6 separate regions of the Mus musculus genome follow, and all the other regions are linked to region 3. A link is a contact called in public HiChIP or PLAC-seq and promoter capture Hi-C data. All regions are on one chromosome and are shown on one strand. The core of a region is the stretch at or near the end of the contact, and the rest is flanking DNA. Distances in the headings are between cores, read along the strand shown. Region 1 holds the start of Ppp2r2c (protein phosphatase 2, regulatory subunit B, gamma). Region 2 holds the start of Mrfap1 (Morf4 family associated protein 1). Region 3 holds the start of Ccdc96 (coiled-coil domain containing 96). Region 4 overlaps Sorcs2 (sortilin-related VPS10 domain containing receptor 2). Region 5 has its middle 19 kb from the start of Bloc1s4. Region 6 has its middle 78 kb from the start of Gm52811.

Region 1 (2,937 bases), core at 161-2,660, 380 kb after region 3:
TGTGAGGTGGGTAAGCAGAGCAGGTGTTAGGAAGGGAGAACGTGCCAGGGCAGGGGGAGACCATGTAGTTGCCATTCACCTTCCCTTGGGGAGTGAGCTTGTTTGGGTGTTTTGTCCCTGAATCTAAACCCAGGTAGGGAAGTAGGTAATGGTGGCCTGCTCCGTGATAGAGAAGTCCAGGCTGGGGCAAGCTCCAGATCTCAGGGGGTTTAGCCTTCCTCTGCTCCCTCCCCAGACTCCCTGCAGGACTCTGGGGTTACTTGCTACTCCTTGCAGTCCTCAGTAGGCCTTTCTGTGGAATCAGCCCTAGCTCTGGAAGCCCTCATTCTCCAGCAGGAAACCAGAGTCCCTTTAACCCACCCTCTCCCTTCCAACATCCTCTGGACTGTACTGGGGAGGTGCCTGGGGCCCCCAAGGCTAGCTCTGAAGTGGGAGCAGCCTCGGTACCCCCTCTCCCCAAGCTGTGCCTAACGCCTTGAATTCTGGGCTACTCTCCCTGCTTACCTCATTGCCTAGCCTCTCCCAAAGGAGGCTGAAGCTGCACTCCTGTCGCTGCAGAACGTTCTGAGAACCCAGGAAGGTGGAGGATCAACACTCCCAAGGCCCATGCTCCAAACTCCTCAAGGTAGGAGTCAGTAGAAGGGGGTGGCTGCTTGGTTAAAGAGGTGAGCACACCCCGCTCCCGCTGCAGCTGCCCCGCCTCCCTCTGCCTGGCTCATGTGGGATGCTGGAAGTACCTGGATGAGTATGGGAGGAAGGGAGGAAAAGGGGGAGGAACAGAAGAAGGAAGCAAGGAGATATGTACTGAAAAGGAAGAAAAGGGAGGGGGAGCAAGGAAGTACTGAAAGGTGAGGGAGGGAAGGAAGAGGAAAAGGGAGAGGAAGAAAGGAGAACTAGAAGGGAGGAAGATGAGAGGCAGGGAGGAAGCCCTTCCTTGGCAGAGAGGCTCTAAGGAGCAAACACAGCCAAACAGCCTCTGTGCTCCCATACAGGTGCCTGAATAGAAACGTGGACAGGACAGAGGGTAACTCACCCCCAGACGAATTATCCAGCTCTGCCTTATGGGGTGCTGACCTTCTGTCCCCAAAGGCGTTCTGGGTGGGGCGCCCTCCCTCTGCCCCCGCAATTGTCAGAAAAACCCCGTCTTTTCCTTAATAAAGGGCCGCGATATCCTCGCGCTCCCGACACCCCTAAGTCTCTCCTCCAACCGCCTTGTCCCTTATTGCAACACCTGGCCACCAAGGTGGCCTCAACTCTAGATAGGTGTCCCTGGTTCCGGAGGTGACCGCTGTGGCGGGGCTCGGCTCATCAGCTCCACCTGCGCGGTGGCTGCACGGCCGGGGGCGGAGAGGCGTGCAGCGGAGGGAGGGGCCTGCGACACGGCCCCGCCACGGCGCAGCCCGGCTCAGCGCCGCGCGCGTCCCCTCGCCGCCGCCACCGCCAGGCGCCCGGACGCAGCGCGAACGGAGCGGCCGGGATGCGCGCCCGAGCCCCGGCCCGCCCCACGCTGCGGCCGCCGCCTGCCCGCCTTACGCTCGCCTGAGCGCGGCGCCCGCCCGCCCATCCCCGACCACCCGACCGCGATGCCCGCCCTCCCGGGCCCCGGCGGCCCGAGACCCTGCTAGGCTGCGGCGGCATGGCCCGCGCGCCCGGCGCGACCTCTGTGGATTGCATCGGTGTGCGGCGGCGGGGCATGCCCAGGGCACCGGGCGCGGCCTTCAATGGGCGAGGACACGGACACGCGGAAAATTAACCACAGCTTCCTGCGGGACCACAGCTATGTGACAGAAGGTAACGTACGTGTTGTCTGAGACCCCCTCCGGCCGGCCGCGGCGTGGGGATGCCGTCGCACCGAATGCCCTCCGAAGGTTTGGACCGCGCGCTGTGTGTCGTGTCCCCCCCCACCCCCACCCCGACCCCGGGCCGGGAGGGAGGGAACCCGGGGGCTTCGGCCGCTGCCCAGCGCCCTCCTCCGTGCTGCCCTCGGGACCGCATCTGTCCTTCCCCCGCCGGGTGGCATTGGATCGGGCCCTGACTATCATTTACAAAGCCCAAGGCTGCAGCAGATCTGGCGTGGAAATCTCCAGGACCTGGAAAGGCTTAAAAATCCTTCATTTGCCCTTTCAGCGGGGCCAAAGCTCGCAGAAATTTCTAGATTGCCCACTCCCTGGAGAGGGACCCAGGAGGGAAAAATTCCATTGCCAGATCCTCTAGGGTTCAGCTGCCCTGGCACCTCCCTGGCCTCCTGAGGCAGTTCCCCTGCGTGGGAGGGGGAAGGAGGCTCGTAGGAGCTACTGTTTTATTCCTAGGTAGTGCTACTCAGACAGGAGCTGGGCCAGACCTTCATGGTTTTCCGGAAAAGTGGGGCATCCTACCTCAAACAGGTTCTGCGTTTAAAACCCCCTAAGTTGGCCCTGTGCGTCAGCCCCCACCAAAGGCTGGTGGGATTCAGAGGATCAGTGTCCTTTGCTAATGTGACGGTAACTTCCGGAGTCCCCAGGCCCTGACTGGCCACAGGAACGGTGGGGACAGCTCCAGAGCTCAGCCAGGGGCCGCAGAAGTGAATAGGCTGCAGTGAGGGAGTACCAGACCTAGCCACAGTAGCCCGCCTGCACACGGGTGCTGGTGAGCTTCCCGGGCAGCGTAGGCGCCTCTTTCCCGGGGCTGTGGGCCTAGTTGGGAGGGTGTCCATGGTTTAAGCAGGTGGCTGACCCGGTGGGAGGGGCCCTGGCGCTGAGTCCCGGGGGCTGGCGCGCGTGGGTGCCTGCTCCAAGGATCCTGCGTGGGCATGGCCTCCCCAGTGCCGAGCTCCGCCGGAAATGAGGCGGGCGCGGCGACTCCCGGCGGGCGCGCGGACCCCGGAGGCAGAGGCTAGGTGTGCGACCCGGGCGTGCGGATGCTGATGCTGAGAGCTGGGCTCCGCGCGCCGAGGAGAAC
Region 2 (3,059 bases), core at 77-2,576, 310 kb after region 3:
GTCTCTTCTGCCATTGCTGCATGGAGTCTTCGAGAATTAACACAGCTCCTTCAGAACTTTCAGAGGCGGTGAGCTTCAACTCTGAGTCTCAAGTGTCACAGAGATTCAAAGTTCAGGGAGCTATCAGGTCACCCAAGAAAGAGCAAAGCACCTCAAAATTTAGGAACAACAACCAAAGGCCAGGAATGAACGTTATTCAACTGCCACAGGGCTTACAATCTAGGCCCTAATTCCCGTATGTGAGCGCATTTTCCAAATCAAAGTTATTTCCCCCAAACAAACAAAAAAAAGGAACCACCGAATAATCAAAAACTCATATCGAGGTCGTCAACCGCAGACCATAGCAGAAACGTAGTGTCAGTGAGAAACAGAGGGAAGACAGAGGGGAAAAGAAAAAAAAATAAGAAGGAGATAAAAAAAAAAAAAAAGGAAAACAAAAGGCTCTCTGGTTTCAGCTTCTCCAGGGTGTCATGTCAGCCAATCGCCATCACTCAACCAGAATCCATTGGCTGGAAACCTAAGGCACGGGCGGGAGAGATTCATCACCGAGAGGTTAATCACGCTGTCCGGACAGCAAAGCAAATACCCGGCCCCCTTCTGGACGCTGTCTCACTTAGGGCCCCATGCTCTCCAGCACCATCTGGAAACTTCCACGGTCTCCCCGCCGACGATTTGCTATTACTCCTTCCCCAGGGGGGGCCTAGTTTACTCCCGAGGCGACAAGCCAGCCTCCTCCCCCACCGTCGCCCACGCCCCGCCAGGCTCCCGCCCTTACCGCGGCCGGCTCCTCACGAAGACTCGCTCTTCTCTATCCGCCGCACGAGCTGCACCAGCATCTCGGCCATCTTCGCCATCTCCTGCGCCTTCTCGTCGGCCTTCTCCGCCCGGGGGCCGCGGGGCTCGGCGCCGCCGGCACCCTGCAGGTGGTTGAGGGCGCTCTCCTCGGAGGCCTCGACCTGCGTCTTGATCTGGATCAGCATATTGTCCATCTCCCACAGCTTGCCCCGGTTGCGCGCCGGCGCGCGCCCGCGCTCGCGCGTCAGCGACGCGATGTCCTCGCGCATCTCGTGGATGACGGGCAGCAGAAACTGCTCGAAGTCCTCCTCGGGCTCCAGCACCTCCACCTCCTCGGGCTCCGCCAGCTCCACCGCGTCCAGGGGCCGCATCGCCGCTGCTCTGCTCGTCTGCACGACCCTCACGGACGGAGCTCGGGCCGAGTCCTCAAAACTTCCGCCGCCGGTCCAACTTTCCGCCTCGGAGAAGCCACGGAGACGAGTGACTGCCGAGCGGGCGAGCGACGAACAAAATGGAGTCTCAACCGTCAACCAGCGCTCGGCGCTTTGCGACCCCTTTCACGACACCTCCGCGCCCCCTCTTTACGGCCGCGCTGAAAGGGGCGGGCGCGCTCGCGTCCACGAAGGGGCGGGGCGAGCGCCTCTGCGGCCGCGCGCTGACATTAGGTCGGCCTCCCTTTCGCAGCTTTTGCAGCTGCTCTGGGTGATGCGAAGTTCGTCCCTTCCTGTATCTTATTCCGATTTTATTTATTTACTTTTTGAAACAGGACCTCACGCTGTAGCCAAGGCTGGCCTGGAACTCAATTATTTGGCTTAAACTGATCTTGAACTCTAGGCAGTCCTCTTGCCGTAGCTTCCCGTGTCGCAGGTGTGAGCCACCGCACCCGACAAGTTTACTTTTAAAAAAGAAAAAGAGCCCGCCTTTAATTCCAGCACCTGGGAGGTAGAGGCGGCAGGCAGACCGATCCTTGAGTTTGAGGTCATCCTGGTGTACATAGTGAGTTCAGTACATAGACCCTGTTTCAAAACAAATCAAAACCACCAAACAAACAACAACAACAACAACAAAAACAGTTTTTCGAAACTGGGGAAAGAGGAATCTTGGAAAGCCATGTGTGGACAGTCATCCTGCTCATAGCTCCGCCCCTTTGGTTAGTTTAAGTGAATTATCATATCTTGATTGACGGAGTGGCTGGGTGTGTTTTTACCTGACAGAGCTCCTGGCTTCCTAAGGTGAAACTATTGTCTGATGCTTTCTGAGGCCCCAGGTCACATTCAGTTGGTGATCACTTGCTGTGGAAAGGACAGAAGTTGGCTCAGACGACTACATTTGCGTAACTGTTACTCAACCAACACTGAACTTTAAGGGGAGATGCCGAATTCTTAGTCTACGATCAGACAGTACTTTCTCAGGAATCTAAACTATGTATCTCACTGGTTTTCTAACCACAAGTCGTGAAACCATTTTGCAAAAACCAACCATAGGCATATATAAAGTGCATATCTTTAATTGGACTCTACACTCAGTGGCTTTTGTTTAAAAATAATCCAGGGTAAGAACATGAATAAGCAAATGGTTCAGAGGACAATGGGATACTGTTGCACACTGCATCAGGATACTTAGACTGCAGAACCCTGACATGGGGAAAGGCTGGTATACATTGATCCCAGGAAATTCTCTTCTTTCTCTCCCTCTCGCTACTACTCTCCCTTCCCCTCCCTCACCCTCTCACTCTGCCCCTCCCTCCCGTCTTAATTGGTGGGAATGTGATCTCTATGGCTAAGACAGCTTCTACTGTACAACCCAGCAAATTAGTTGAACCCATGAATCCACCCAAAACCCTGCACATGGATTGTACCCATTAGTGATTCCCTCTGAGTTACCAATAATGTATCAGTGTCACATTAAGGAAAGAAACAGAAGCAATTCTTCTTGGAGTTGTTTAACTAAGAGTGAGTCCAGATCCGAACTGTGTGTTTCAGGCTCCCTGTGTTGTCTGTCCTCTGTCTGTCTGTTGTGTGACTCTGAATCTGTGCCTGCCTAAAGGCTCTCTTGGGAATCTGTTTATCTCTGACTCTGTCTGTCCTTCTGTGAGGGGTGTGTCTGTCCTTAACAAAGGGCTTTGCTTCATCTTTACTGAGTGACTTTGAAAGCATCAGCATCGAATGGGGAAGGAATGGGGCACTTTGTAGAAATCTTTAACAAAGGATTAAGTCACTGATGCCAACTAATCCCGACTGACCCAGATCACAAACTTATCATTA
Region 3 (3,203 bases), core at 380-2,879:
TCAGAGGGCCCTAACATACCAGGGAAGAGTCTGGACAGGAGAGGGTCATGCCGAGCTCCCTGCTTCTCTGAAAGCTTGAAGATGTGACATATTCTTGGAGGCAATGGTGACAATGCAGCCAGATCTCATCCCTAACATAGGTGAGGAATAGAAAGGAGAGCTCCTTAGAGACAGCCAGAGAACAACCAGGAGCCCAGCACACTATCTGGCTGGCACACATGAAGGCTCTTACTACCAGTGAGCTACCTCTACAGAAACCTGACAGCTAGAAAGCAGACCCCAGGATCCATGCCTCTTCAGGAACACGCCTTTGTTCATTCTTTACTGTCCACCCATCACACCATGTCCTGGGTGCTGTGGAGACTAAGACTTAAACAAGATACTGCTACTCATTGAGAACCTTAGCACAGGGCACATGCTGACACCCACAGAAAGCACACGAAGCCCTGAATGCAGACTAAGTGCAGGCGGGACGGGCAGCCCCAGGCTTCTGGCCTTCCCCACCACTATGCCCAGGAGAACACAACCGTACTAGGGGAACTCAGCAAAGGACAGTGGGATCTAGCTTGCTGCCATCTGACTCAAGGATAAGCCTGGCAACGCACAGGGCCTACCCTCTACCCGCGTTCAATGCACACCTCTTGAGGACGAGTGTGAAGGGCAGACAGCTCCGTGTCGGGGCAATGGGTCAAGGCCCTGCTCTACCAGCTGTGTGACCGCTGGTGACCAACACGTTCCGGACACAACCATCCGACCACCTGCGGCCCTCCGCAACGTACACCGAGCCAGCCAGCCATGCCCTCCCTTCTAGCCGTAGCCCGCCGCTCACCCAGTTGCCGAAGCCGAACTGCTCGATGGCGTCCAGCAGCAGCTGCTCCTCGCGGCTGGTCCAGCCGCCCTCCGCCTCAGGACCCCAGAGTGTGAATCGTCCGCCGTCTACCAGCTGGTAGCCGTGGTAGCGGCGGTGGTGGCCGATCTCCGCGCCGGCCGAGAAGCACTCGGGGCACAGCTCGATGTCCTGGCACTCTGTGCAGCGGAAGCGCAGCGGGCTCACCTCGGCCAAGCAGTACACGCAGTACTTCTTACCCAGCTCCGCCATCTTCCCCCGCTCGCCCGCCGCCCGGCCCGCAGCCGCCGCGCCCCCGGCCGTCAGCGCCCCGCCGCCTGCCGGGCTCGCTGCGCCCGCCGCGCCCGTGCCGCTGCCGGCCGCTGCCACGGCCGCCCCCGCCCAGGCGCCGCCGGAGCCGGCCAGGCGGGCCGCGTCCCGCCTCAGCACGCAGGCGCCCTCCGGCCCGGCCCGGCCGCCGCCGCCGCAGCCGCTGTCTCCCCGCCGCATCGCGCAGGCGCCCCCCGCGCGCCCTCTCGCGGACAGCCGAGTCTTTGCTCTGCGCCTGCGCGCCGGCGCCTCCCGCGGCCTCATGGACTGGAGGAGCCGCGAGGCCCCGCCCTAAGCCTGTCAGCCGGCGGGGCGCGGACCGGAAGTAGGCCGTGCGGGCCACGCCTCTCGGGAACCAGCGTCCAATTAGCGCCTCCCTTCACCTGTTCGCAGATCTTCATTGGCCTAATATTGCCGGGAGGTGGAGAGAAATGGAAGGCGGGTGACCAATCGCGGGGCCCACCGCGCGCCCTGGTTGCCCCGGGAAACCTAACAGCAGGCATCAGCCGGCCTCAGAGCGGGGCCGGCGGGTCGAAAATGGACAGCCACTACGGGGACATCGAGGGCAAAGACCGAGCCGAGGAAGGCCTGGCCAGGCAGTCGCTCGAGATCAAGGTTAGCTCCGAACCTCTGACTCCGGCCAACCCTGTAGAGCAGGAGCCAGAGCCGAAGCCAGAGCCGGAGCCGACGCAAGGGCGGGAGCCTGAGAGCGAGACCCAGCCGGTGTCGGACAGCTCAAAAGCGAAGGATTCGGAGGGGATCGATTACGCGCATGTTGAGGTCCCGGAAAGTCCGGGGGCCGCTGAGACCGCGGGCGAGGCCGTGTCCCGAGAGCCAGAGAGTCTGCCACAGACCCAGCCCAAGACCAAGCCGGAGTCCAAGGAACCAGAGGACAAAGACGAAGACGAGGATGAGGACGAGGATGAGGACGAGGACGAGGACGAGGATGAGGATGAGGATGAGGATGAGGGAGAGGAACGGGACAGGCCAGAGAAGCCGAAGGGCAAGGGGAAGAGGGAGAAGAGGAAGGAGTCACGGTTCCGGCCATCTCTACCGCTGACCACAATTGTTGAGGAGGGGGCTGCCCCAGGCCCACAAGCTGCGAAAGAGAAAGCAAGGGAGTCACTGAAGAAGAGAGACAGTGAAGAGATCGAGGGGACAGATCGAGAACGACACAAAAGCACAGAAGAGCAACTTCACCCTGGAGAGGCCAAGGAAGAGGAGAAACAAAAAGGGGCGTCCACTGAAGAGTTTGAGTGGACAGCGGACATGCAGAAGCTGCAAGAGCAGCAACTGCGCGGCGAGCTGGTGGAACAGTACCACTCCCTGCTAGTGGAGCGGAACCGTTATCAGCGCTACAACATGTACCTACAGCAGAAGATTCACGAGACCCTACGCAAGAAGGGGCTGGAAGCAGCGGCGGAACCTGGGGACAAGAGCGCTGAACCCGAATCTCCCGAGAAAGAGCAAGCATACTTGCGCTATCTGGCCATGCTGGAGGAACTGAAGAAACAAGAGGCAGACGACTTAGAGTGGTACCGTCAGGAGGTACGGGAGCTGAAGCAGCAGTGCCAAGAGAAGCAGACCAGGGTGGAGAAAGAGTGGCGGCGCTTCCAGGCCCTCAAGAAGCAGGTGGTGATGCAGGTCATGGGCAGTTGCCGCACGCGTGGTGGGCGCCAGGCTGCCCTGAGAGAGGTGGAACAGCTTCAGGCCCTGGAGGATAAGAAGGAGAAGGAGATGAGCGCCGTGCGTCTCGAGAACGTGCAGCTGAAGCAGAGCCTGGTACACTTTGAAACCAGGATGAAGGCCCAGGAGGACTTGGCTGAGGGGCTGCTCCTCATCGACTTTGAACAGCTCAAAATTGAGAACCAGACCTTCAACGAGAAAGTAGAGGAACGAAACGAGGAACTTTTAAAACTGCGCACTAAGGTGACCAGCAACGTGCAGATTATAACGCACGTGAAGGAAAAGCTGTCTTTCATAGATACGGAGAACTCATGCAAAAAGGCACAACTTTCGGAAGTGGATGCCCAGGTGGCCCTAGGAA
Region 4 (3,187 bases), core at 163-2,662, 440 kb before region 3:
TTGCTTTGGGTGAGCAGGAGCCAAGTCTCGTATTATCTGATGTCTCCTTGCCTTTCTGCCAGCCTGCCTCTGCCTACCATGGGATTGGTTCCAGGCAGGGCTGGCACTCCAGAGAGATAAGTCACTGTAAGGCTTGGACAGTGAATGAAAGGGTCCCATGACAGACAGCGCAATGCATCCCACTGAGCAGAGAAAGGGACAGAGGGCGGCCAGCCGCACAGGAAGCACCATGATGCATGGAGGCTAGGCGTGCTCAGCTTGGTCTGAGACCAGCGTTGCACACTGGCTTTGGCTCCTCCCATCCAACTGTCCTGCAGACCATGGGTGGCCTTGTCTCGGAAAACCTGCTGTTCAGATGGGTGTTCCTCTTGTCAGAGCTCATTGTCACCTTGACAGGCAGCTAGAGAGAGGGGTTCCCACATTTCTGTCCATCTCCTTAGGGCTCACCGTATCCTGTGAGGAATGTATGCTGATCGCCCCAGATTTCAGAGGGGAACAAGACTAAGGAAGGGCCCCACCCAGGGTGATACATGGGTTGGCAGCTCACAATTGTGAGGCTTGGCCTTCACCATGGCCAATTAGCCTGAGTGTGATAGCCGAGCATCTCCTGTATGGGAATGTCCCATACTCTACATTCTGAGCTCAAGCAGAGAAGCAAGTTGGTCCAGCTAATCCCATCTCTGTATGCCAGTTCCTGTCTGTAAAGAAACCTTAGTTCCTACTGTGGGCATCTCTTATCTAGTTGAACGGTTCTAGCAGGATAGGCCAAAGGGCCACTGACTACTTGGCAGAGAGCAGGAAATGTGGGCCATGCTGTAGAATGTATTACTGGCTCCGCCCTAGGGATGGCCTGTAGCCCTGCTAGGCTGAAAGCCCTCATAGTACAGCCCAAGGCTGGGACCCTCTGTCCTGTGCTGTGCTGTGGGCAGTGCTGGGAACAATGTCCTGACAAGGTAACTGGGCAGCTTAGATGTGACCTCTGGGTGGATGAAGATAAAGGTTCCATAAGGGTGGGGCTCTGTCCTAAGCTCAGACAGAAAAGTTTTTCATTCTGCCAGCCTGTGTCACGTGAATGATCTCCATGCCCACTGAAATTGGAAGCTGTTTGAAGATGCAGCCTTGTGAAAGGCTTCGTAGGAACCTTGTGGCGCTGTTTAAAAACTTAAAACATGAACGCGCCTGCCTGTGAACTTTGCAGCTTTCTCCAGATGAATGCCGGCTGCAGGGATGAAAGCTGCATTTGGGACCAGACCCGGATCTGAGGACCTTGGCTGCACAAAGCACGAATGTCCCAAAGCAGCCACAAAATGCAGACTACAAGATGAAGTGAGGTGGAGGAGGGGAGGGGATGTGCTCAGGGCAGAGATGGCCCTGTGGTGGGGCCGGGCTGGGGAAAGCGGAGGCTGGGAACCCTGCCAGCTTGCTGGAGCTCTGAGAGCCCTGTGAGGGCTGTCGCCTTTGTTGCTAGCCCTTGCTTTGCAGGTTTAGTCCAGCAAACTGTTCAGCCTCCTTGTAAAGAGGCCAAGGAACCAGGTTGAGTCTGCCCCAGCCCAGACTTCCTCACCTGCTTTTCTTGACAAATACCAAGCACCATAGCCCTGACCTCCCCTGCTGTCCCACACCACAGCCTTCACACAGACAGTTCACACAGACTGGGGAAGCATGAGCCCCCACCCCTATCCCCTGCAGGGTCATTGAAGGCCACAGCATCATGGAGCACCTGACCAAGAACAACCTGCTTGCCTCCCAAGCTGCTAAATAGAGGGTGACTGGGACTATCTCAGCCTTCCATGCCTGGTGCTCAGCTCTTCTGGGATACACATACTACTTGTGTCCTGTAGTAGGACTTGCCCTGGCTTTCTGCTAGCCACCCAGAAAGGAGGATGAGAGGTCATCACCACAGTGGGCTTTCTCACTGCAGCCTGACTGTGGAAGGAACTACATCTGCTTCTGGGGGGGGGGTCATGGACATTCTGTATGGATTCCAGGGGGCTGTGGTCACTCCATGGAGGTACTGGGATGCTCTGTGGGGTTCTGTAGGGGTCACGGATGCTCCATGGGGCTCTCTGGACACTTCATGGGACTCTATGAATGCTCCCTGGGGCCCTGAGTGGGGAGAGGCATGCAGGCTACATCACCTCCCCAGCTTTTTTCCTGGCTGTCACTGGCCAGTGCAGGCAGCAGATGTGCCTGCTAGCCAGGGTGAGAGGAGGAGCCACTGGCCTAGTAGCAGGAAGCAGAGGCCCAGTATGAGGTCACCTCCTGGGAGTGGCTCTGACCCCACCCCCCCACCCAGTGCTGTGGGCAGTGCTGTGGTCTTCCTCACATCAGATGTGCCTGTTTCACCCACGTCCCCTTCCACACTCACGTCATGACCAGCGTCTCATCCCCTGGCTCGCTCAGCAACCCATCCACGAACACTGAGGTGCTGGTGAAGTTGTGTGTGCTCCACGTGTGGCCCTCATCCACGCTGAACCTGTTAAAGGCCACCAGTGTCCACAGAGCGGCATGGTCTTACTCCTTTCTAAGATGTTCTACCTCCCATGCCTGACTCCTATCCACCAGAGACCAGTTCTGGGACAGCTCAACACCTAGGCCACAGCTAGACCACATCCCCCCTCTCTCCGGTAAGACCACCTGCCAGCCACATGGCATCCTTGACTAATCAGCAATGAGAAGGACTGGTACCACATAGGCACTGTGCCCCATGAATAGCAGGGACAGCCGAGCCTTAGAAACATCCAGGAATAGCATGCAAGGCTTGATCACAGCTCAGGGTTCCTCTGTCAGTGACATGTTAATATTACAGAGATATTACCTCCCAGGACACACAGCTATCTTTTCTTTTCTTTTCTTTTCTTTTCTTTTCTTTTCTTTTCTTTTCTTTTCTTTTCTTTTCTCTTCTCTTCTCTTCTCTTCTCTTCTCTTCTCTTCTCTTCTCTTTCTTTCTCTCTCTCTCTCTCTCTCTCTCTCTCTCTCTCTTTCTTTCTTTCTTTCTTTCTTTCTTTCTTTCTTTCTTTCCTTCCCTTCCTTCCTTCCTTTCTTTCTTTCTTTCTTTCTTTCTTTCTTTCTTTCTTTCCTTCCTTCCTTCCTTCCTTTCTTTCTTCCTCTCTCTCTCTCTCTCTCTCTCTCTCTCTCTCTCTCTCTCTCTCTCTCTCTCTTTCTCTCTCTCTTTTCAGACTAAAGT
Region 5 (3,083 bases), core at 139-2,638, 280 kb after region 3:
CTTATTCATGTTAGTTCTACCATACCACATCACAGGGGACCTGGGATGGGAGGAGACACACTTTACAAGGCTGAAGTCTTGGAGACAGAAAGCTCTGAAGGTCTAGCAGCCAACCTCAGGATTGCCCTGGATCCCACGCTGCCTTAGGTTGGAATCCCACCCTTCTGGCCTTACATGGAAAGAGCCCTGATAACAAACACCTTGCTCATGGGATCCCTCTGAGCATGCCCTCTGACCTCAAGTGCTCCAGGGTTCCCTCCATAGGGCTCATCGGGCCAATCCTTGACTGTGCTTACACCTTTCAGGACGTGCTTCCCCCCCCCCCCCCCCCCCCCCCCCCGAGCACCACTATGGGTAACAGCTGATGGATTTGACCTTTGTCCTTTCTACTACCACAGTGTCACCTTACTGCCTGCCTGACCTGACCTTCAGGAGACCTGGCAGCTCCCTCTCTATTAGTGTCTCCACCCCCCAACCCCCACCCCAGCCTCCAATCACTGCCCTTGATGACTGCATACCTGTTGAAGACTTTGATGATTAGACAAACGGCTGTCTCCAGCTCTGTCATGATGCTGGTGTGGGCCTGCCTTCCTCTCAGGTCCTTTTTTGGCTCTTTTTAGCCAAAGACAACTAACTGCTCTAGGTGGAGACACCATGGCCCTTTTTAATACAGAGTGAGATGCTCAGCAGCTCTGTCCTTCACCATTTGGTCAATCAAATCCAATAGAAGGCATGGCTGTGATCCTTTCTGCAGTCTGCCCCTGGAAGGGGCTATGTGCTATGTGGCCCCTTGGAGTCATCTTTGAATCTTATCAGGGACCTCCCTACTATGTCAGAAGGTGCTAGCATTTAGGTCAGCTTGAGAAGTGTCTGAAGGAACAGGTAAAGAGCAGCCTGGGACTCAGAGGGGCAGTTTATACCTCATGCCCATTTGCACCCAGTAGCCCCTGTCCTGCTCACCATAGTGGTGACTCTAAGAAGCACTTCCACATGGTGAAGCGGGGTAGCAGGGCTTAGAAGACTCACGGGACAGGGTTCTGGGTTCTGGGGGTCAGAAGAAAGGTCCAACCCTAGGATGAGCCATTTTCCTGGAGCCTGAGGCAGTTGGGGCAGAACTGGGAGCAGTAGAGGTGAGAGGCCAGTGTCCTGGTAACTCTGCTTCTTGGACAGGTTAGAGAAAGTCTGCAGTTGGACGAGAAGAACTGTGGCCTCTGTACAGAGGAAAGCCCCCAAACCAGCCCCCCAGCTCCGCTGGCCCTTAGATGGAGTAAGGGATTGTGGCAATCTTGCAGCTGGAGAGCACAGTGAAGCCCCGCCCCCCCACCCTGGGTCTGTGACAGATGGCACTTCTCTGATGCAAGGATAATTGTTGCCTAGGTTACTTCTGCTTCTGCTTCCAGCGCTGACTCTTCACTCAGCCACAGGCATCGGCGGTGACTGCGGTAGAGAGGTCAGCATCTCTACCTTTCCCCTCTCAGCCTTTGGGTCAGATCCTGGTCAGCTCTGCACGTAGACACATTGGTCACTGAGACATGTCCAGAACTGTAATACATGGTTAGCTTGACCTAGACTTGACCAGTCTCTTTCTGTTCCTCTTCCAGGCTAAAGACACCTACTGAAAAATCTAGGTCATTAAAGAAATCAAAAGAGCAAGGGCAGAGATTTTCACAGATCTCCACTGACTCCCAGGCAGGGCATAAACACCTCACACCTCCATTAGCCTTCCTGTCTTTCTCCTCATTCCTATCCCTTATCTGTGATCCTCAACCACCCTGGAGCCAAGGCATTGGTTTGAGACCATGCTCTGGCCACTGAAAGAGATCTTTCTTTCTCTCCAGCTCACAGCACTCTCAAACGCTGGCTTCACCATAGAATGACCTTTCAGGCTCAGGTCTGGGTTTGATGAGCTCTTTTCTCTCTCTCTCTCTCTCTCTCTCTCTCTCTCTCTCTCTCTCTCTCTCTCACACACACACACACACACACACACACACACACACACACACACACACACACAATCTCCCAGATATATGAGAGTAAAAGTTCAAAACCAACCTTTGCTGTGTCTGTTATCCCACCATTCCTGCAGTGTCCAGCCCCAGGTTGCCTTGATACATATCTTGTTTCTCATCTTCCAGATGGTGGGAATGTTGGCTAGGTGGAGACTTATACCCTTCTAGTATAAGTGTGGCTTCACACACACACACACACACACACACACACACACACACACAGAGAGAGAGAGAGAGAGAGAGACATGCCACACACAGAGACACTATATACAGACACACACACACACACACACACACAGAGAGAGAGAGAGAGAGAGAGAGAGAGAGAGAGAGAGAGAGACATGCCACACACAGAGACACTATATACAGACACACACACACACATACACACACACACACACACACACACACACACACACACACACACACACACACACTATATAGTGCTAGATTGCCTGAGATGGTTTCCCCAGAGCCAAGCCCTGTATCCTTTCTTCTCTGTTCCTTCCAATGACGGTAAGCAACAGGAACACACTTCCCAAGGCTGCAAAGCTGGGACAGAGCCCGTAAAACAATCCGTCACCCAGTTCCTTACCAGAAAGCTTTTTCTTAACTGATATCAGGTCTCCCACCAACCTGGACACCCAGGCAGGGACAAGCTGGCCTTGTTATGGATGCAATAGGTGTGCTGGCTAGTTTTCCATCAGCTTGACACAAGCTCGAGTTATATAAGAAGAGGGGGCCACAATGGAGAAAATGCATCAATAAGACTGGCTTGTAAGCAAACTTGTAGAGCATTCTCTTAATTAATGATGGACATGGCCAGGCAGAGTCCACTGTGGTTGTTGCCTCCCTTGGGCTGGTAGCTCTACTGTGTATAAGAAAGCAGGCTGATCAATCCATAGGGAGCAATCGAGTAAGCAGTGTTCTTCCATGGCCTTTGCTTCAGTTCCTGCCCCGACTTCCCTCCGTGATGAAGTGTGACCTGAGAGTTGTAAGCTGAGATAAACACTTTTCTCCCTAAATTGCTTTTGGTCATGGTATTTCCTCCCAGGTATAGAAACCCTGACTAAA
Region 6 (3,324 bases), core at 215-2,714, 480 kb before region 3:
CTTTGCTACACAGCATAGGCTTGCCTTAGAATGTCACTGGGCCAAGCTCATATCACACCCCGTAGGGGACCTACAAAGCGGTGATGTCTAATGCCCAGCAGCCTTGAGATCACAGTCTGTCCCTCTAGTGGGCTTACAGAGTGCACAATTGGTTGCAGGTATGTCCACCTGAGATACATGGCTAGGGTGGGACAAGGACTGCTGACACACAGGGAGGGCAAAGAACTCACACAGCCTGGAAAACTGCAATTCATTATCATAGCCCACTGCCTGCATCCTAGAACTAAGGTTGGACCACTCCACCCGATGCTTGCTGCTGACCCTGCATGGTCCAGGCACACTGTACCATGACAACATCTCTGGTTGTCTCTTGTACCAGATGCGGGGACCCTTGGTAGTTCTTGTCTACGGGTGCGCTGGCCATCTTGTCTCTTATGTCTATATTTGGAGGCAGTACTCCTGCTTTATAGCTGACAGGCGGAGCAGAAGGCACCAAAACACACCAAAGGGCTTCCTGTGCTGGCCACGTGATCTGATCAAACCCTCTAGACCTCACGGGAAGAAGGCATGGAGTCTGGAGGTGCTGCAGCCTTTCAGTAGCCTGAGGACACACATACACCACTCTGTCAGCTCAGAACACCATAGTTAGGGTGGTCTCCACTCGGTTCTGTGATCCAAATCTGTAGAGGCCCTCCTCCCTTTGCCGACTTTCCTGCTTGCCCCACCCCCATGGCCATTTTTCTCTCTTCCCCAGATAATTTCCTGTCTTCTGCTTCCTCAGTATCCCCACCTCACTTCTGACTTTCCTAAGAATACAGCGTGCCCAGCACATCTGGCTGCGTTGCCCTGTCCTGGGAATGGGCCCAGCACATCTGCCTGTGTTGCCCTGTCCTGCAGATGGGTACCTTCTGCTCTGGGCTCCACCACACTTGATCTCCGTGGCCTCACTGTGGTGTGACTCACTCGTAAGCTGGCTGCTGTCCTGTCCCAGCCTACCCCTCTCCCCAGGAGCAGCACATGGGCCCATTAGGCACTGGTGGGGCTCCAGCATTTTATACTCCACTTCCACACTGTCTGTTCTCTTGAGCTTGACCGTGCCTGTCTCTTACTCAGCACCCTGACAGGCCCCAAACTAGGCACTCAGTGACATTTTTCTTCAGCCAGAAGTGAGTCCCAGTGGTTTTGTCTTCAGAGCACACTCTCACTGCAGCCACAAGGTCCTGGCTCCTTTCCTAGTTTCCCATCTTGACCTGAGGGCCTATGGGACCATGTCCCTCACCTGATCTAGTTCTTGCCCAGGGCTCTCTCTCCCTTCTCATCTCTTACCTCCCCTGGTCCCACCAATGTAAGGACCAACTCCTCCTGGTCCACTTTAAGATTGAGGCATATCTAGAGCCCAGAGCCCAGGAGGCAGCTGCAGGAACAGGAGGCGCTGGGCGCTGTCCTCCTTAGCTCCCAGCTGGTGCCTGCTTGCCTGGCTCTGCTCTCAGTTTATCCAAGGTTGGAAAGTCACAGGCAGCTATGGGATGGAGCAGAAACAAGGGAATCGTGGGATTCAGGAGGATTGGGAGTTTGGGGTAGGGATTATGTTAGATCACTGAAGTTTGTACCTCTCTGAAGAACTCGGCTAATGCATTCACAGGGGCAGGGAACTGTGATGAGAAACATAAAGACTACCATTTTTTTTTTTTCACTAAATCTGTGCACCAGCCACTCTAGCCCTTTCTCTAGGCTGACCCACAACTCTGTAAGGTCATAAAATTAACTGCGTCACCTTCACTACTCGGAGTCTCTGGTGCTCTTACTATGACGTGAGGACTTGTTTCCCATGCTGGTCCCTGCTGTGACCATGCCAGTCACCCGCTGTGGTCATGGGTGGTCTGAGCATTCTTAGATCTGGCTGGCACCGTGGCTAAGGGTCTCGCTCCACCGTGGAATGGCTTGCACATCTGCTTCAGGGCCACTGCCAGAACTGTCCTGTGAGCTGTGAGGTGCGCCATGTGCTGGAGTTGATGCGCAGCCAAGACTGACGCTGTCATTATGGCTGATTTGTCATTGCCCCGGTCATTGTCATGCTGGCAGGCACAGCTCAATACTGCCTCCTGAGCCCAATACTGCCAAAATCTGGGCAAGTCATTAGCAGAGCTGAACGTGTGGGCCACAGTGACACCAGCTGCAGGCTGCCAATGCGGCCATTAGCCCAGTGGCAAGCCAGAAAGTCCTGGCCTGGGCCAACTGCCATAGGCATGCTGAGCCTGGGATACCTGTGATAGACGAGGGAACATCACCACCAAGTTCCACTGAACATAACCACACGTGGCTGCTGTCCCTGAGGAACCTCCATGATTAGTGATCCTGATATGAGGCAGAGCAATCATGGATGCCTCTCTGTGGAGATGAGCATCTCACAGCTCTCACAGAAGGAGCATGGTGGTACAGGTCTGCATGGTGGTATAGGTACTGAGTGCCTACAGATGCCCCCACACAGAATCTCCCTTCCCTGTGAACCCTGTCCCTCAGTAAGTTACCAGGCCTCGTCTAAGACCTGGGAGCACAGTTAGAAATGGGTAGGAAGCCCTGTGGCACCTGAGCCCTGGGCACCTAGGCTAGAGCTGCAAGGGCCCAGGCAAGTGTACTGGCTGGTTTTGTGTGTCAACCTGACCCAAGCTGGAGTTATCAAAGAGAAAGGAGCTTCACTTGAGGAAATGCCTCCATGAGATCCAGCAGTAAGGCATTTTCTCAATTAGTGAGCAAGGTTGGGAGGCCCATTGTAGGTGGTGCCATCCCTGGGCTGGTAGTCCTGGGTTCTATAAGAGAACAGGCTGAGCAAGCCAGGGGAAGCAAGCCAGTAAGTAGCATCTCTCCATGGCCTCTGCATCAGCTTCTGCTTCCTGCCCAGTGTGAGTTCCTCTCCTGACTTCCTTTGGTGATGAACAGCAATGTGGAAGTGTAACCTTTCCTCCCCAACTTGCTTCTTGGTCATGATGTCTTGTGCAGATACAAACCCTGACTATGACAGCAAGGTGTGAGAGCTGGAGGAGCTGTGAGAGGCTGAGTGGCCCAGGGGTGTGCAGTTGGGAGTTGGTCACCTGCAATACAGCTTCATCTTGTATCCAGGAGGAAGAATGGTGACAGAAGGTGACAGGGTGGGTAAGTAGCAGGTTCCTACTCTCAGACCGGACCAGGCCAGCCAGTGGGTCTGAACATTGATCTCTACTGATGTATTTCATTTCCTCCTGTCATGCTCATACAGTGACTTTGTCCTCTGCTGGTGGCTGTTACCAGTCTCGCTCCATGGCCCAGGTGTTTACAGACACTGCTCTC

The links. HiChIP or PLAC-seq counts read pairs in DNA pulled down with a chosen protein or histone mark. Capture Hi-C pulls out chosen DNA fragments and counts their contacts.
Region 1: a contact with region 3 is called in an H3K4me3 HiChIP or PLAC-seq map of embryonic stem cells, with 11 read pairs. The contact joins the promoter of Ppp2r2c here to the promoter of Ccdc96 in region 3. A contact is called at or near these places in 1 of 39 promoter capture datasets (cranial neural crest) and 1 of 115 datasets of contacts at active chromatin or transcription factors (embryonic stem cells).
Region 2: a contact with region 3 is called in a promoter capture Hi-C map of adipose tissue, with 3 times the contacts expected there. The contact joins the promoter of Mrfap1 here to the promoter of Ccdc96 in region 3. A contact is called at or near these places in 8 of 39 promoter capture datasets (the C10 cell line, the SN4741 cell line, embryonic stem cells and 5 more), 1 of 15 datasets of contacts at CTCF or cohesin (the NIH/3T3 cell line), 11 of 484 Hi-C or Micro-C datasets (CD4 T cells, bone marrow-derived macrophages, cerebral cortex and 8 more), 14 of 115 datasets of contacts at active chromatin or transcription factors (the SCID.adh cell line, astrocytes, bone marrow-derived macrophages and 9 more) and 2 of 9 other capture datasets (adipose tissue and liver).
Region 4: an H3K4me3 HiChIP or PLAC-seq map of embryonic basal ganglia shows a contact between it and region 3, with 4 times the contacts expected there. The contact joins the enhancer-like site here to the promoter of Ccdc96 in region 3. A contact is called at or near these places in 4 of 39 promoter capture datasets (the 3T3-L1 cell line, hippocampal neurons, neural stem cells and 1 more), 3 of 484 Hi-C or Micro-C datasets (MC3T3-E1-derived osteoblasts, embryonic fibroblasts and uterus) and 20 of 115 datasets of contacts at active chromatin or transcription factors (the SCID.adh cell line, VIP interneurons, craniofacial prominence and 14 more).
Region 5: a contact with region 3 is called in an H3K4me3 HiChIP or PLAC-seq map of neural tube, with 3 times the contacts expected there. The contact joins the enhancer-like site here to the promoter of Ccdc96 in region 3. A contact is called at or near these places in 1 of 39 promoter capture datasets (neural stem cells), 1 of 15 datasets of contacts at CTCF or cohesin (the NIH/3T3 cell line), 8 of 484 Hi-C or Micro-C datasets (the G1E-ER4 cell line, bone marrow-derived macrophages, embryonic stem cells and 4 more), 14 of 115 datasets of contacts at active chromatin or transcription factors (bone marrow-derived macrophages, craniofacial prominence, embryonic basal ganglia and 7 more) and 3 of 9 other capture datasets (adipose tissue, liver and pancreatic islet).
Region 6: an H3K4me3 HiChIP or PLAC-seq map of forebrain shows a contact between it and region 3, with 7 times the contacts expected there. The contact joins the enhancer-like site here to the promoter of Ccdc96 in region 3. A contact is called at or near these places in 5 of 39 promoter capture datasets (the 3T3-L1 cell line, embryonic stem cells, neural stem cells and 1 more), 1 of 484 Hi-C or Micro-C datasets (cortical neurons), 15 of 115 datasets of contacts at active chromatin or transcription factors (SST interneurons, astrocytes, craniofacial prominence and 11 more) and 1 of 9 other capture datasets (embryonic stem cells).

Annotation. Positions count from the first base shown.
Region 1 is chr5:36,867,100-36,870,036 of GRCm38.p6, forward strand. Ppp2r2c (protein phosphatase 2, regulatory subunit B, gamma) reads left to right here and starts at 1,411. Exons shown (of 9, transcript NM_172994.3): 1 at 1,411-1,791. The coding sequence starts at 1,722. Gm52812 (a long non-coding RNA gene) reads right to left here and starts at 754. Exons shown (of 2, transcript XR_003955898.1): 1 at 505-754.
Region 2 is chr5:36,795,428-36,798,486 of GRCm38.p6, forward strand. Mrfap1 (Morf4 family associated protein 1) reads right to left here and starts at 1,327. Exons shown (of 2, transcript NM_026242.3): 1 at 776-1,327; 2 at 1-517. The coding sequence starts at 1,166. The coding sequence ends at 789.
Region 3 is chr5:36,482,959-36,486,161 of GRCm38.p6, forward strand. Ccdc96 (coiled-coil domain containing 96) reads left to right here and starts at 1,630. Exons shown (of 1, transcript NM_025725.3): 1 at 1,630-3,203. The coding sequence starts at 1,694. Tada2b (transcriptional adaptor 2B) reads right to left here and starts at 1,327. Exons shown (of 2, transcript NM_001170454.1): 1 at 830-1,327. The coding sequence starts at 1,099.
Region 4 is chr5:36,039,724-36,042,910 of GRCm38.p6, forward strand. It overlaps Sorcs2 (sortilin-related VPS10 domain containing receptor 2), which reads right to left. Exons shown (of 27, transcript NM_030889.2): 14 at 2,369-2,476. Among named protein-coding and RNA genes, the nearest start is that of Gm52811, 44 kb to the right of the region's middle. Within about 2 kb of position 1,413, at least 59 of the 459 cell types and tissues checked have an H3K27ac peak or open chromatin away from gene starts, as enhancers often do. A contact at or near this core is called in VIP interneurons, embryonic basal ganglia, embryonic brain and 4 more, where this site is marked.
Region 5 is chr5:36,766,128-36,769,210 of GRCm38.p6, forward strand. It overlaps the pseudogene Gm40318. Among named protein-coding and RNA genes, the nearest start is that of Bloc1s4, 19 kb to the left of the region's middle. Within about 2 kb of position 1,389, at least 83 of the 459 cell types and tissues checked have an H3K27ac peak or open chromatin away from gene starts, as enhancers often do. A contact at or near this core is called in embryonic basal ganglia, neural tube and pancreatic islet, where this site is marked.
Region 6 is chr5:36,005,792-36,009,115 of GRCm38.p6, forward strand. No RefSeq gene overlaps it. Among named protein-coding and RNA genes, the nearest start is that of Gm52811, 78 kb to the right of the region's middle. Within about 2 kb of position 1,465, at least 35 of the 459 cell types and tissues checked have an H3K27ac peak or open chromatin away from gene starts, as enhancers often do. A contact at or near this core is called in neural stem cells, where this site is marked.